Regions from separate parts of the Sus scrofa genome. Here regions 1, 2, 3 and 4 are each linked to region 5. The links are chromatin contacts, called in public Hi-C and HiChIP or PLAC-seq maps. All regions are on one chromosome and are shown on one strand. The core of a region is the stretch at or near the end of the contact, and the rest is flanking DNA. Distances in the headings are between cores, read along the strand shown.

Evidence for each region. A called contact is a pair of places that touch in the nucleus more often than the background predicts. HiChIP or PLAC-seq counts read pairs in DNA pulled down with a chosen protein or histone mark.
Region 1: a contact with region 5 is called in a Hi-C map of alveolar macrophages, with 2.9 times the contacts expected there. The contact joins the enhancer-like site here to the promoter of HMGB1 in region 5. A contact is called at or near these places in 1 of 5 promoter capture datasets (liver), 20 of 47 Hi-C or Micro-C datasets (adipose tissue, alveolar macrophages, brain and 13 more) and 2 of 2 datasets of contacts at active chromatin or transcription factors (alveolar macrophages and skeletal muscle).
Region 2: a contact with region 5 is called in an H3K27ac HiChIP or PLAC-seq map of skeletal muscle, with 3 times the contacts expected there. The contact joins the enhancer-like site here to the promoter of HMGB1 in region 5. A contact is called at or near these places in 6 of 47 Hi-C or Micro-C datasets (embryonic fibroblasts, fetal skeletal muscle, heart right ventricle and 2 more) and 2 of 2 datasets of contacts at active chromatin or transcription factors (alveolar macrophages and skeletal muscle).
Region 3: a contact with region 5 is called in a Hi-C map of fetal skeletal muscle, with 3 times the contacts expected there. The contact joins the enhancer-like site here to the promoter of HMGB1 in region 5. A contact is called at or near these places in 6 of 47 Hi-C or Micro-C datasets (embryonic fibroblasts, fetal skeletal muscle, liver and 3 more) and 1 of 2 datasets of contacts at active chromatin or transcription factors (alveolar macrophages).
Region 4: a contact with region 5 is called in an H3K27ac HiChIP or PLAC-seq map of alveolar macrophages. The contact joins the promoter of LOC102165571 here to the promoter of HMGB1 in region 5. A contact is called at or near these places in 4 of 47 Hi-C or Micro-C datasets (embryonic fibroblasts, heart right ventricle, mesenteric adipose tissue and 1 more) and 2 of 2 datasets of contacts at active chromatin or transcription factors (alveolar macrophages and skeletal muscle).

What each region holds. Positions count from the first base shown.
Region 1 is chr11:6,942,087-6,944,786 of Sscrofa11.1, forward strand. All of the region lies in intron 2 of LOC106505250 (a long non-coding RNA gene), which reads right to left. Among named protein-coding and RNA genes, the nearest start is that of KATNAL1, 120 kb to the right of the region's middle. Within about 2 kb of position 1,290, at least 31 of the 83 cell types and tissues checked have an H3K27ac peak or open chromatin away from gene starts, as enhancers often do. A contact at or near this core is called in adipose tissue, alveolar macrophages, omental adipose tissue and 1 more, where this site is marked.
Region 2 is chr11:7,473,264-7,475,963 of Sscrofa11.1, forward strand. No RefSeq gene overlaps it. Among named protein-coding and RNA genes, the nearest start is that of ALOX5AP, 63 kb to the left of the region's middle. Within about 2 kb of position 1,413, at least 17 of the 83 cell types and tissues checked have an H3K27ac peak or open chromatin away from gene starts, as enhancers often do. A contact at or near this core is called in fetal skeletal muscle, omental adipose tissue and skeletal muscle, where this site is marked.
Region 3 is chr11:7,643,817-7,646,516 of Sscrofa11.1, forward strand. The region is part of intron 9 of LOC102159067; the gene reads left to right. Among named protein-coding and RNA genes, the nearest start is that of TEX26, 73 kb to the left of the region's middle. Within about 2 kb of position 1,380, at least 16 of the 83 cell types and tissues checked have an H3K27ac peak or open chromatin away from gene starts, as enhancers often do. A contact at or near this core is called in fetal skeletal muscle and liver, where this site is marked.
Region 4 is chr11:6,761,762-6,764,461 of Sscrofa11.1, forward strand. LOC102165571 (formin-like protein 3) reads left to right here and starts at 1,383. Exons shown (of 2, transcript XM_005668309.3): 1 at 1,383-2,700. The coding sequence starts at 1,408. The coding sequence ends at 1,977. It overlaps UBL3 (ubiquitin-like protein 3), which reads right to left and starts at 1,851. Exons shown (of 5, transcript XM_003130919.4): 1 at 721-1,851. The coding sequence starts at 747.
Region 5 is chr11:7,198,249-7,200,948 of Sscrofa11.1, forward strand. HMGB1 (high mobility group box 1) reads right to left here and starts at 1,275. Exons shown (of 4, transcript NM_001004034.1): 1 at 1,118-1,275; 2 at 762-907; 3 at 94-268. The coding sequence starts at 1,267.

The sequences.
Region 1 (2,700 bases), core at 40-2,539, 260 kb before region 5:
AGGACTTTAAAGACTAAATTAGTCCAACCCTCCAAAAATTCATGTCTCTTTTACAAACAGACCACCTTCTGTGTTTGAGTCTGGGAGCCCTAAGGGGGCCTGCCCATCTTTAAGGAGTTTTTGTTGTTGTTTTTGAGGTCTGTGGGCACATGGAAATTCCCAGGCTAGAGGTTGAATCAAAGCTACAGCTGCCGACCCACACCACAGCCACAGTAATGCCAGATCCAAGCTGCATCTGTGACCTACACTGCAGCTTGTGGCAACGCCGAATCCCCAAGCCGCTGAGCAAGTCCAGGGATCGAACCTGCATCCACATGGATATAGCTGGGTTCTTAACCTGCTGAGCTACAATGGGAAGCCCTGGGTATCTTTTATAGTTTAAATTATTTAACATGATCGGGATAAAACCAGACATTAACAGCCTTGATCCGAGCTCTGGACCTGGGCATGAGGAATAAGTCAAGGTTGTCAGAGGCATGGGAGCCGTCAGGCCATGCCAGCCACGCAGGCCCAGACCAAAAGCCAAGTTTTACCAGAAGACTCAAGTTTAACCAAATCCAGCCACAAATAGCAATGCTCACGCCTTCCTGTTAAATATCAGTGATTAATAAATTCATTCACTTGTGTGTTAAAGAGGAGACGGGCCCCCTCCAGGGATAATTATTTCTATGTTACATTGAAATAAATGATCAGTTCTAAACCTATGGAACCCTGGTGCTGCGTCTGAGTTCTGAGAATTTGGTAATTATTTTCTGTCTCCTCTCCTATAATTGTTAACCTTTTTCTTGTCTTCTGAGATGAAATTTTATCCAACACATAGAGTAAGCTTTCAAGAGACATTCAGCGTCCACAGTTGGAATTTCGGCAGGCATGGGAGAGGACCGGCACTAGGGAAGAAAATGAATAAAGGAGAAAAGGGGAGAGGGAAAACCGCAGCTTTTAACATTTCAAGGATTGCCCACTTTCTCTGGGGGAGTCGAGGGCGGCAGCTCCTGTTTCTCCAAGGCAGTGTGTGGCATTACCACGTGTGACCAGCAGAGGGCGGCTTCTCCTCGTTTAAGGCAGAGAGCTCGGCACCTGGAGCTGCTGTTTTCCGGAGGAAGCAGATTTAAAAGAGCTTGGCTAAGCAGAGATCGTACCACCACCAACTGCAAACACATCTCTTAGCCTTTGCCTCTGTTGAAAAGGCAAGAAAAGGCTGGTGAAGAAACAAACGGCTTGTCAAGGTCATCAGCACACACGCACCTTCATCATCCGGCTCTGGCTGAATCAAGCTCAGGGCAGACTGAGGTTTGGAGGTGGGGCTCGGTGTGAGGACCGCAAGGAGGGTCCAGACCCGCCCTGATCGAGGGAGATCGGTGTTTGGGAGGGGGTCCGAGGTCCAAGGACGAGCAAGAGTTGCCCAGAGGCTGATCAGAGAGCCTTGTGTGGGGGGGGAATCGAGTCCCCTGCCCCTCCTTGGGTGAGCCAGGCTAGGGCGGGACCCCTGTGACCTCTCCTCCCAGCCCCACCCCCACCAGTCTCCCCTCCCATCCCTTCCCCTGGATTTCTGCTTTTCCCTGACTGTCCCCCTCAAGTCCTCGCTGCCACCAGAGCCTTTTTAATAGAGCAGTGGGTGCGGCTTCCTGGGTTCCCTTCCCTCCTCTGTCCTTCTGTCCTGTAGTTACTTTCCACTCGGCGGTGTTTGCCATCCACTCCTGAAGCTGATGGGCATGGTATGTGTGACTGTCCCCAGTCCAGGCCACAGCCCAGCCAGAGGGGGCTCTCTGGTTGGTGTGGGGGGGGGCGGCGGCGTCTGTGTCCTGAATGTCCCGGGATCCCTGGGACTTCTGGAAACCAAAGAGGTCCATTAACTTCCTCAGCAGCAAGGGATGCAGCTGGACTCAGACCTTTTCTCAGCTTCAGATCTCACCACCCGATTCCATCGCTGGTGGATGACTTATATAGTGTCTTAGGTTGACTTGTCCTTTTGTAACTAAACCACCAAAGGAAGAGTGGGGGCAAAAGAGGAAGTGGTACCAGGGTTATTATGAAGCCAGGACTCTAAAACTAGCTTCTGTAAAGAGCAGCAGACTCGATTGTGGTTTCTGTTTATCTTGCAGAAGCCGCAGCGAATGACCCTGGGGGTAGGGCTTCTGCAGCACCTCAGGTTCCCCCGGGGAACCTCAGCAGCAGCAGAGAGGGCTAAAGGTCAAAGGTCACACGGTAAGGCTATTTTAAAATAGTGATCACAGATACTTCAGTGACCGCCCCAGGAAACCAGTCACTGCCTCCCCCCCTCCCCTTCAGATCTTACTGAAATAGGAAGAGTTTCCGCAGCATTTCTAGGTGCCACCTCCTGTGCTTTGTGCTTTACTGGTATCATTTTATTGAATCGCCACAACTCGGTATGATTCCCCACTTTACAGCCTAAGAAACGAAGGCTTTACGAGGTTAAATACCTTCCCAAGATGTGCACGGCTGGCACGTTGCAGAAGCTGCATTTAAACCCGGATTTAAGTGTCTTCCCGCCGTGGTCTGAACCGCTAGGCTTGACCGCTTCAGCTGGGAAGCCACGGTTCAGTGAAAACGAATGCGCGCCCGGCCAAGCAGAAACAGTGGCCTCATCCGCAGGGTCCTCAAGCCTGAAAGTGGCTCCTGGACGAAGACACCCGCCATCCCTGAGACACGGTTTGGCTCCCTGGAGAAGAAGGCCCTGGA
Region 2 (2,700 bases), core at 163-2,662, 280 kb after region 5:
ACCAATTGAACAACCAAACCTGAGAACATCACTTAGCCAGTCTGTAGAGGGAACTGTGATTCATAAAAAAAAATTTAACAGCGTAACTGCCAAATCAACAATCATTTATGCACGAAACATTTAATGAGCACCTGCTATGTCTAGGCCCTATGCTAGCTGCTGGGTGTGCCAGAGAAAATAAGTCAAGACAGAATGCCTGTCCTGAAGGAAATTACAATTATAATCTAGGTGTGGGAGATGGAGACAAAAATGAATACATAAAACAATAAGTGAAACAACTGTGAGTTGTATCTGGGGCTTTGAAGGACCCCAAAAGTCTGAAACACAACAACCGTGGGCAAGTGTAAGGGAGAGGGAGCGCTCCCCTAGGGCCCAAGGGAAGGGAAAGGTGGGCTACAGCCTGAGCATGGTGAACGGCAGGACTGGGAGGGCAAGAAAGTTGTGGAGGAGGGACCTCAAACATTCCAGGCGGAGGGTGCAGCATGTGCAAAGTCCTGGGGCTGCAGCTGTACATGTTTGAGCAGCCGAATAGAGAGCACTCTGAGACTAGGTGGGGGCTGTGGGAAAGTGGCATAAAATGAGGGAGAAAAAAAGAGGCCAAACTGAGCAGGCCCTGGGCCATGGTGAGAATTTTGTCTTTTATTCTCATTTCAGCTTCTCACTGCTGCCTGGCCTTTCTGTTTAAAAGGGCCCAACTCCAGCTTCATCCAGGATACTCTGGAACTTTTACAGATGGCCTCCCTCCAGCCTCCCCCTGAGTGGGTGGCCGTCTGCTCCAGGCTGAGCCCAGCCCAGTGGGGCCTTCAACCGCTTCACCTCCTCCAACCTCGGCACCAGACACGCTGCAGGGCTTCCGGCCACATTAAAGGCCGGAGCCAGGCTTGTGGGGAAGTGGACCTGATCATGGCTGCTGGAGGTTTCCATCCTCTGACCTGGAGGAGCAGAGTCAGCCCACTGCTGCCAGAGAGCCAGCATCAGGGGGAGTAACCTACTGGGGAAACTGGTCAGGGAACAGAACGACCTGGTGCGCAGCCGTTTGGGGCTGAAACTGCCTGCCCCGGGTGCCAGCGAGGGGGTGGGGTCAATGCCGCTTGTGACCGGGCCAGCCTGACCCACTCTCTGACACCAGCAGGCAGTAGCCAAGCTCTGCCCCAAGGAGCAGTGACAGAGCAGTCGAAACAGTCTTTGTCACACAAGCCGCATCGCTTCCAACAGACGACGCCAGCCACCGGGCAGCCGCGGTGGCTCCATCAGCAGCTCCTTCCACCGGTTTCCTCTCCCACCCAGCTAATTCCCCCGAGACCCCAGCCTGAGGACTGATGTGTCACGAGAACCAACCCCCAGGGACGTCTGCAGAGTGGGCTGCGTGGAGCCAAGGCTGGAGTCCAAGGCCCTGTTTCCTAGTGGGTCCGTTGCCCAGTGGTTAACCTGACGTCAGCAGAAATTCTCTGCGGAGGTCCTGGGCTGCACTAGCACGCACCACTGGATTCAGAATCACCAGGAGTGGGTCTGCACTGTCAGGCTTTCATGAGAGCCCCACCCAGCTGTAAAGGTACAGCTGTCACTGTCAAGAAAACTGTAAGTAGCTTTAATATACAGTTTCATTTGCTTGACTAACAGCCGGGCGCAGATCATCAAAGAATGGCTTGGGGTGGAGAATTTCATATGAGAATCCAGCTGGGGCTGCCAAGCCATGTATGTGCTAATGTTGCAATTTCCATCCTGCACTTGAGGTCAAGATTAATTCAGTGAAAAATGTTATTTCATAGTGTAGCAGACATCTTCTGAGTTGAAGAGCAGGAGGGATCCAGGAGTTTAGGTGAGGCAGGGGGTGTGTTTTGCTGAATGGTAAAAGGAGGGAATTCTTTGAAAATTCCATGGACAACCATTATTTTCCTTGGCCTCAACATTCAACTCTGCCATCACAGCACAAAAGCAGCCCCAGATGAACCAGATGGTTCATCAATGATGTTGCTAGGTTCTAGTAGAATTTGATTTGTGGACACTTAACACTTGAGTTTCATATGATTTCACGTGTTACAAAATCTTCTTTTTATTTTTTTTCTACCATTTAAAAAATGTAAAAGTAACTCTTAGTTCATAAGCAGTGCAAAAATAACTGGTGGGCTAAATCTGGCTCCCAGGCCATAGTTTTCTGACCCTGCGAATCAAGGATTTCCTCTCTCCATCACCCAGTTTCAACCAAAATCAACTCATGGTAGATCTTGTTTCATCTCGCCCCCTATTCTTTCTCCTTCCCCCGGATTCTTGGAAGCAAGTGGTAATCAACAAATTATTTCATCCGTATTCATATTTCAGTATTGATCTCCAAAAGAAGACTCTAATTTTAGGCGTAAAAGTGCAATATCATGTTCATAACTAAAAATATATATCATAAAATATCCAGTTAGTATTCAGTGTTTCCAGCTGTCTTATCAATGGTCATCATGTTTTGAGTGCCCCCCCTGCCCCCCAGTTTGTCTGAATCCAGATCTTAACAAGGTTTCTCTATTGCAATTGCTCAATAGGTCTCCTGAGTCTTTCTCTCTTTTTTAAATCAAAGTACTACTTTATTAAATGAGTTATTTTACACAATATGAACATCAATATAATTACAATTGTAAAAAAAATTTTATGACAAGGATGGACTGATTTTCAGATTTCCAAATCAGAGTTAACTGTACATTTACACAGAATGGT
Region 3 (2,700 bases), core at 130-2,629, 450 kb after region 5:
AGGCTGAAAAAAAACTTAAAATGAAGGTAGCCTTAAAGAGTTCATGTTGCCATCTAGCAAAGTGATGAGTTGTGCTCCAGAGGGAAATAAGTTCAGAAGCATTGGCTGTGCCTGTCTCACCTAACATCGCCTCACCATCCTTCATCGGCTTTCAGAGTCTTCACAGTTTGGAATCAGGGATGAGCATAAGGGAAGCTACACTGGCAACATGGCGACAAAAGCAAGGGAAACTCAGTTCATCATCATCATATCACAAAGGCTGTCTCCACGAGCGACTTTCCTTGGGCTTCTTCTTTTGTTGCATCTAGCCCAGGCTTGTGCACTTGAAGATCATTTGATAATATTCATCAGTGTTATGTTCAGCATGCTAACCGGTTTCTTAAGAAGGGCAGTAATCTCCTTTTATACCCTTCTGAGCTATTTGCTCTTAACAAGAACTTGAAAGATTTGTAATCATCTCAAGAGTTCAGCGACTTCATTGCTCTGACCTCTTGGCATATCTGCTGCTAGAATATTATTGATACTAGAATAACTCCCTTTCCATCATCATAAAGACTCTTGCCATAAAGATCTCCATCAATAAAGTCAAGGTCAACTGTGTCCAAAGGCATCCTTTGTGTGTGTGGATTAGCTTTGCATCCAGGCGTCTAGAATGATGCTAATTAGATGCCATCCCTGAGAGAACTAAAAAATAGCCCTTCAAATCATTTTCTGTGCTTAGTGGTACAGATGAGGAAACTGGGAAGAGATGGTTGCATAAGTGCTATTTTGGAGTTCCCACGGTGGTGCAGCAGACTAAGGATTGGCATTGTCTGTGCAGCAGTGGCTCAGGCCACTGTGCAGTAGGTTAAGGATCTGGTGTTGCCGCAGCTGTGGCATAGGTTGCAGCTGTGTCTTGGATTTGATCCCTGGCCCCAAGAACTTCCATATGCTGCAGTTGCAGCAAAAAGAAAAAAAGAAAAAAAAAAAGCGGTACGTGGATGAGATTGGCATGGAGGTAATGCTATATTCCACCCCCCCACCCAGGACATCCCTGTTCATTTAAGTATTTCAGGCTGATTATAGGGTAGATGTAGTGCTGATAATTGGGAACTTCCAAGAGAGAAAAATGTTGGTGGAATAGCTTCGGTGTATCAGCCTAGAGAAGAACTCAAATTTTTCCATTTCTGTGTAGATCAGAAACCGCAGTAGCTGAAGTACTTCAGAGTTTTTCTTAAGCAAACTGTAGTTTTCCGTGGAATGTCACAGGAAGTGCTGCTGGTGATTCATCAGGTTAAACTTTTCCTCCTTAGCAAAAAATGAAGCTGCTGTCCAGTGTGGAGGTCCAGTGTGGAGGTCCAGAGAGTTCTGGGGTGGAGGGGTAGGGGAAGGGGAAGTGGGGAGGAGGAAGCAGCCTTGTTTACTGACCAGTCAGAACATTCCAGCTGTGACCTTGAATGGCTTCTCAGAACACAGTGAAAGCTTCAACCCATGGAAACTTTCAATCCAATAATAAAAATTAAATAGGCTTGGGAGTTCCTGTTGTGGCTCAGCGGGTTACCAACCCAACTATTATCCATGAGGATCTGGTTCCAACCCTGGCCTTCCTCAGTAGGTTATGGATCCTGAATTGCTGTGAGCTGTGGTGGAGGTCACAGAAGAGGCTCGTATCCCATGTTGCTGTGGCTGTGGTGTGGGCCAGCGCCTACAGCTTGGATTAGACCCATAGCCTGGGGACTTCCATATGCTGCAGGTTTGGCCCTAAAAAGCAATAAAAAGAAGAAGAAGTAGGCTTGGGGTATAACTCATTGGAGAAAAATAGGTCAATAGAACTGCCTCCCTATAAGTCCCCATTCCAGCCCAGTGAAGCTCTGTGGCTGCCTGTTGCATGAAAGTTGGGCAAAACGCTCATCAAGTGCCTGAGCTAGTTTAAGTCAGTCAGTCAGCATGTCTCATAGACCTCGAGGCCCCAGAACTGAGTGGTCCTCTGTCTACCCCTGGCCTCCTCAGCCAGCATCTTTGAGCTGTCATCTCTAAAGAGCTACTAGGGCCAGGACTGAATTAAATGCTAGGGACAGGAATAAGGAAAAACAGAGTGGAGTTGTAGGCAGAAGCTAAGAGTATTCTTTCGTCCATCTTGGAAATTTGACAACCTAACTAGAAAAATCAAGACAAAATACATGGGAAAAGTTTTAAAAGTGCATATAAAGAAGGCAAATAGAACACAACCAATATTTCTGCTTTCTGACCTCATCCCAGTGCTTCCTCCTACTAAGAGCACCTTCCCTCGTACACAAGGGAGGTGGGGGAAGTGATACAGCAAGCAGACCTGCACAGGGAGAGCCCCATCCAGCTGGCTGTCATTCAGCTGAGACGCTGGCTTTCCTTGAGGCTGCACGCACGCCATGCTGCCGCATCCTCTCCAGCTGATCTCCGGCCAAGCGGCCTCATTGGTGGTACCGAGCATGTTTTATGTAAGAGTTTCAAAGCTGCTGCTGCTGCTGCTGCTGCTGCTGCTTCTGCAGTAACTATAACCTGGCCTTTCATGTCTCGGTCTAGACAGATGCAGGATTGAATAAAGAATCCCTCCAAGCCCTGTGTCACATTGGCCATCTGGAACGTAGCCGGCCACTCATTTAGCAAATCGCTCTTTTTAAATGCAGCTGCTGTGTCTCAGCGTTTTTGCTACCAAGACAGATCGCATGATTCTTCTGCCTTCGT
Region 4 (2,700 bases), core at 133-2,632, 440 kb before region 5:
ACAGTGCAGGACCAAGGCTCAATCAATAATGTGTTTTACTAGCTTTTAAAAGTCCAATGATGTAATACTACTAAATACTCGGTACGAAGAGTCCTGGCACATTCATTACAAGTGGCAAAATCGAGTCAGCCTAGATTTGTGACAATTCCAAAACGTGTTCATATTTCTGCCTGCCATCCTTGTTCACCCAGACGTTTCAGAAAGCTCACAGCAAATCCTAATCGAGTCTTCCCTCGACCGGATACTGCGGCTGTGCTCTTGGAAATAGCAAGCTAGTACCCACTGCATTAACCACCCGTGTCACCGAGCCAAGATCCCCGTTTTCCTGGCCACCTCGGTATCTGTAGGGACATCCGTCCTCAGCGCTGCCCACGGCCACTGACGTTTTCAGAAGCTCCAAGACACCAGTGCTCAGAGACTGCTAGCAAAGAGGAAGAGCTCTTCGCCACTTCGAGCCACCTTGCTACATTTTCCCAACTTCTCCATCGTCTTTAATCATGTAGAAAACACAGCCCGACGAGAAAAACCGTATTAGAAGCAGTACTTCCCACACGAGGGCCAGCAGAACCCCCAACTTGGCCAAAGCCACGTCCCCGCACCGCGGCTTTTCAACCGTCCCCCGCCAGCAACCTTCACCCCACGCCTGCAGCCTTTCCGATTAAAAAAGATTGGAAACCACAAGTAAATCAAAGGGTGTCGTAACTCTTATCCTTCACTTACCATATCCGCCGGGACATTACTGGACATCTTGCCGTTTGAGATAGACCCAGATACTGGCGAAGAAAAAAAAAAAAAAAATCAAAAAAGACGAACCAAAAAGAGAAGTCTTCGGGCTACGGAAATCAACCTTCGGGATCCTGAACGGTTCGAGCTGTGCTTTCCAAAAAAAAATAAGTTCTCTCGGAGCCCAAGTGCCGGCCTGGCCGAGGTTCCGAGCGAAGAGGAACAGTCGCCGGGAGCCGAGCGGCCGGAGCGGGAGGGAACTCTCGGGGTGGCAGCGGCAGCCCCGCCGCCGTCGTCGTCGTCAGCAGCCGCCGCAGCAACAGCAGCCGCCCCAGGACCGGCCGCGCCAGGTGGACCGAGCCGAGTGACACACGGACATGGAGCGGGGTGGGAGGGGGTTAAATCGCCTGCCTCCTCTCCCAGCCCGGCAGTGATTCACACTTGCTCCCGAGTCAAGTCCTCATTAAGCAGGAGGCGAATGCCCCGGCGCCGAGGTACACAGATAACTATGTGGCTACACATGGACGCGTCCCCCGGCGGGCGGCGCGGGGAAACAGCTCAGCTCGCGCGGCCGGGGCTGCGAGCCGGGCCGCGGAAACCCGCGCTCAAGGGCATTTAACTCGTTGGGAGCCGCAGCGCAAGCCCGGGCCGGGCAGCCGAGCGGCGAACCGGGGGCGCGGGGAGATGAGGCGGGCTGGAGACCCCACGGCCCGTCGGGGCTCAGGCCGCGGGCGCCTCGGGGCAGCCGCGGGGCTCGGGGCGCATCGCCTCCGGCTTCTCGGCGCTCCTCTGCCGCCTCCGCCTCCCCCGTCTCCGCCTTCCCCTCCCCTCCCCGGCCTCGCGAGCTCCCCGCGACGCCGACTTCGGCTGGTCCCCGGAAGAGGCCGGGTCCTTCCTCTCAGCCCGGGAAGGGTTTCCTCTCAGAGCTCTGTCTCTCCGCCTCCTCCTCCACTTTTCAGTCCCCGGCGCCGCAGCCGCCCCCAGTCATCGGCCCTCAAGCCAACATGGCGGCGGCGGCGGCGGCGGCTGCCCGAGCGCGAGTCTGCGACTCGGAGAAAGCACGGGCCCCCTTCGCGGCCGCCGCCCCCGCCCTGGCCCTCACGCTCCCTCTCCCCCTCCCGCTCCGCGGACACTAAGTGCGTCACCACCAAGACCACCCTCGAGCATCACGGGAAGTGTAGTCTACGCGCTGAGGCCCCCGAACGCCTCCTCGCGGGACTCCGAAGCCACGCCTCTCTTAGCAACAGTTGCTAGGAGAGGAAAGCTCGCTTTAGCCGAGCGACTGCGCACGAGCTAGGTGATACCTGCTACTGGGAGTGCTGTGATCCTGCAAATTATTGGGGGAAAATCACTCTGCACAGAGAAATTCCTTCATGCACACTACACATGCAGAGTTAAAATATGGTTTACCTCCAAGCGGAATCATTCATTTTAACGACAGTACGCTCTCCACATCCTGCAATCTCAAAGCATTCTGTATAGTGATTTCATCTTGGTCTCTCCTCAACCAGACATTTGGAAGATCAGAAGCAATCATTGATTTCCAATAAGGTCATAGAAGTTCAACAACAGTAAGGATATCATTAAGCAGGGAGAATGTTTGAACATTGTTTCTTGAAGACCCAGGGCCATAAAGCTACAATCTAGTTAATTGAAATTACCAAAAACTGTATTAGATACAACAATATATGAACCCAAAACTGTATTACAAACAGTAGTTTCTAATCTCTATCAGGAAATAGCTACTACGAACCACATGGGGCTTACCAGGCTAGCCCTGAAATGCTATTTCAATTCAAAATGTAATTGAAAACGTCTACACCTGCCCGTGGTTAGCAAACAGCACAAAATAATACCATTTGTGAGAGAGCTAGATGCAGACAAGATCTCCCCCAGATTTAGGAACAGAACGCAGAGACCACAAATGTCTATCTGACTCTCCACTTACATCTCTCAGTGCTCCGAGTATTTTAGGCA
Region 5 (2,700 bases), core at 25-2,524:
ACAGGAAATTAAGATTAAGTATCAAGTGTAGTCATTCATCTAACATCTGGCATACCCTTTCAGGACTACACCAAGCAAATCCATACTTCCTACCTTTTCGTACTTCTCCTTCAGCTTAGCAGCCTTCTTTTCATAAGGCTGCTTGTCATCTGCAGCGGTGTTATTCCACATCTCTCCCAGTTTCTTTGCAACATCACCAATGGATAGGCCAGGATGCTCTCCTTTGATTTTTGGACGATACTCAGAACAAAACAAGAAAAAGGCCGAACTAAAAAGAGAAATTCAATTTTAAAACTACGAGTTTCAAACAAGTACATTGTATTGCTATGTAGAAGTTGCTTCTAATTTTTTACCATGCATTTGACAGGGTACAAATATCATAACAGGTTAAATACACCTCATAACCAAAGCTTAATTACATAATTAACTTATGATACTAAGTGAACATATACTATTGATTATTGCTAAGAGTTCCAAAAGAACATTCTGAACATTATTTCAGTTGGATATTCCTCAAGAAATAAAAGAATGAGACCAGAATTACATTCAGATATATTGGGTGAAGAAAGCCAGTATCTAATTGCACTACTCTGGCTAAAACGGGCCATCCAAGTTTTATTTACAGTATTTAAATATACCAATAAGAAAATATCAGCTACGAAACTCTCATTACAGGCTCCAAATCCACAAGGTGACTTGCTAAATTTGTCTGATTCTACCACACAACGCTTCTTGAAAATAAAAACAGGCAAGTTACTTACGGAGGCCTCTTGGGTGCATTGGGATCCTTGAACTTCTTTTTTGTCTCCCCTTTAGGAGGTATGTAAGTTTTCATTTCTCTTTCATAACGGGCCTTGTCCGCCTTTGCCATGTCTTCAAATTTTCCTTTCTCTTTAGCAGACATGGTCTACAGAAAAAACAAATTGGTAAACTTAAGTTGATAATGAAATTTTAATAAAATGTCCTAAGTATTAAAATGAATTAAACCAGTGTCCTTGACTATTTAGTAGCCTGCTCTATCACCACTGGCATTATGCAAATTGTACTGAGGCTTTTAAAAAAAAATTCCAGTTAGACTTCACTCTTTATTACCTTAGTTGGTCTTAAGCCCTCTTACCTTCCACCTTTCTGAGCACTTCTTAGAAAACTCTGAGAAGTTGACTGAAGCATCTGGGTGCTTCTTCTTATGCTCCTCCCGGCAAGTTTGCACAAAGAATGCATATGATGACATTTTGCCTCTTGGCTTCTTAGGATCTCCTTTGCCCATGTTTAATTATTTTTCTAAAAAAAAATTTAAATATTGGTGTTAAGAATGAAATTTATGGTACCTAAGAGCATTTTCACTTGGGGAGTGAATGAAAAAAAAGCAAGGCACTGGTTATTTAATACAGCAATGGCATTAACCCCTCATAATATCAAGCAAGAAAATGGCAGTGATAGCCAATTCCTAGAAAAGGCCACACCAAGCAAAAAACGGTTCTTCAGTGTGATCTGAAAAAAAGTATAGACACAAGGGTATACTCATACAGCATTTATTACTTGTCTGCCTAAATCTGTTCTGGACGAATACCCAACCAGTCACTAAAAAAAAAAATTTAAAGGTAAAAAAACGATTTTAAAAATCAAACAAAACTGAAGGTCAGAAAAGTAATGCTTCCGATACATGGATCTGCACCACGTAAGGAATAAATAGGTAAGAGCCAACGTGAGTAGACCTTTCCAAATCACGGGCCAAAATCACCGCCCATCTAAAGTTTTCCCAAGGATTACTTTAAAATATTCTCTGGCACAAAACTTTGCTAGGAGGAGGGAGCAAGGGGAAGCTCCGGCGCTCGGACCCAGGCTGGGGGTGGCGGTGCTATTTGCGCGGCTGCCACCGCCAGGCAGCTTCCTATCGCTTTGGCCCCGAGATGTATTTCAGTTCTGACTAAACACGTCCGGTCTGAAGTTTCTTCGAGTAAACAAGGATGAGGGACAAAAGCCACTCCTGCTCACAGCTCGCTCCCCCCCCACCACCAGGGGAGTGTTTTTTTAAAGCCGTGAAAGTTGGGGCGCGCGCGGGGCGGGCTCTGCACACCTTCCCGCCACTGGGGCCCCCCGCCCGCCAACTTCGGGGCAGCGAGGGGAGGCCGCCCGGGGCGGCGGGGCCTCGGCCCGGCCTCCAGGCCGGCGCCGCGCGCGGGGCCGCCACGTGCGCCCGCCCGCCTCCCCGCGCAGGCCCGCCGGCCTCCCCCATTTTGTCAGCTCGGCGGAGGGAGCAGCCCCGCTCGAAATGGGGGCTGGCTCCGCCCGCGGCCGCCGGGCCCGGCGCGCACGGAATGGCCGCTGCGCGTCTTCCCCGCCTGCGCCGCCGCCGCCGCCGCGAGGGCGAGCGCGAGCGAGAATATGGCTCCTTCCCTTTGTGTGTGTGTGTGTATGTGTGTGAGCGTGTGAGTGTGTGTGTGAGTGCGAGCAGGCGGGCGGGGTGCGCGCCGCGCTCTGGCGCACACACTCGGCCATGACGGCCGGGGGGAGGGGCGGGGGGCGCGCGCCGGACCCTCCCCCTCCCCCCGTCGCGGGGGGGGGGGCGCCCCGGGAGGCGCCCCCGACCCGCCGCTCCCCGTCTCCCTCCGCGCGGCCCGCGCGGCCCGCCGCCCCCGCACGGAGGACGCGGGGCTGCGAGAAGAGGAAAAAAAAAGTTGCCTCGGAACTGCTGCGCCC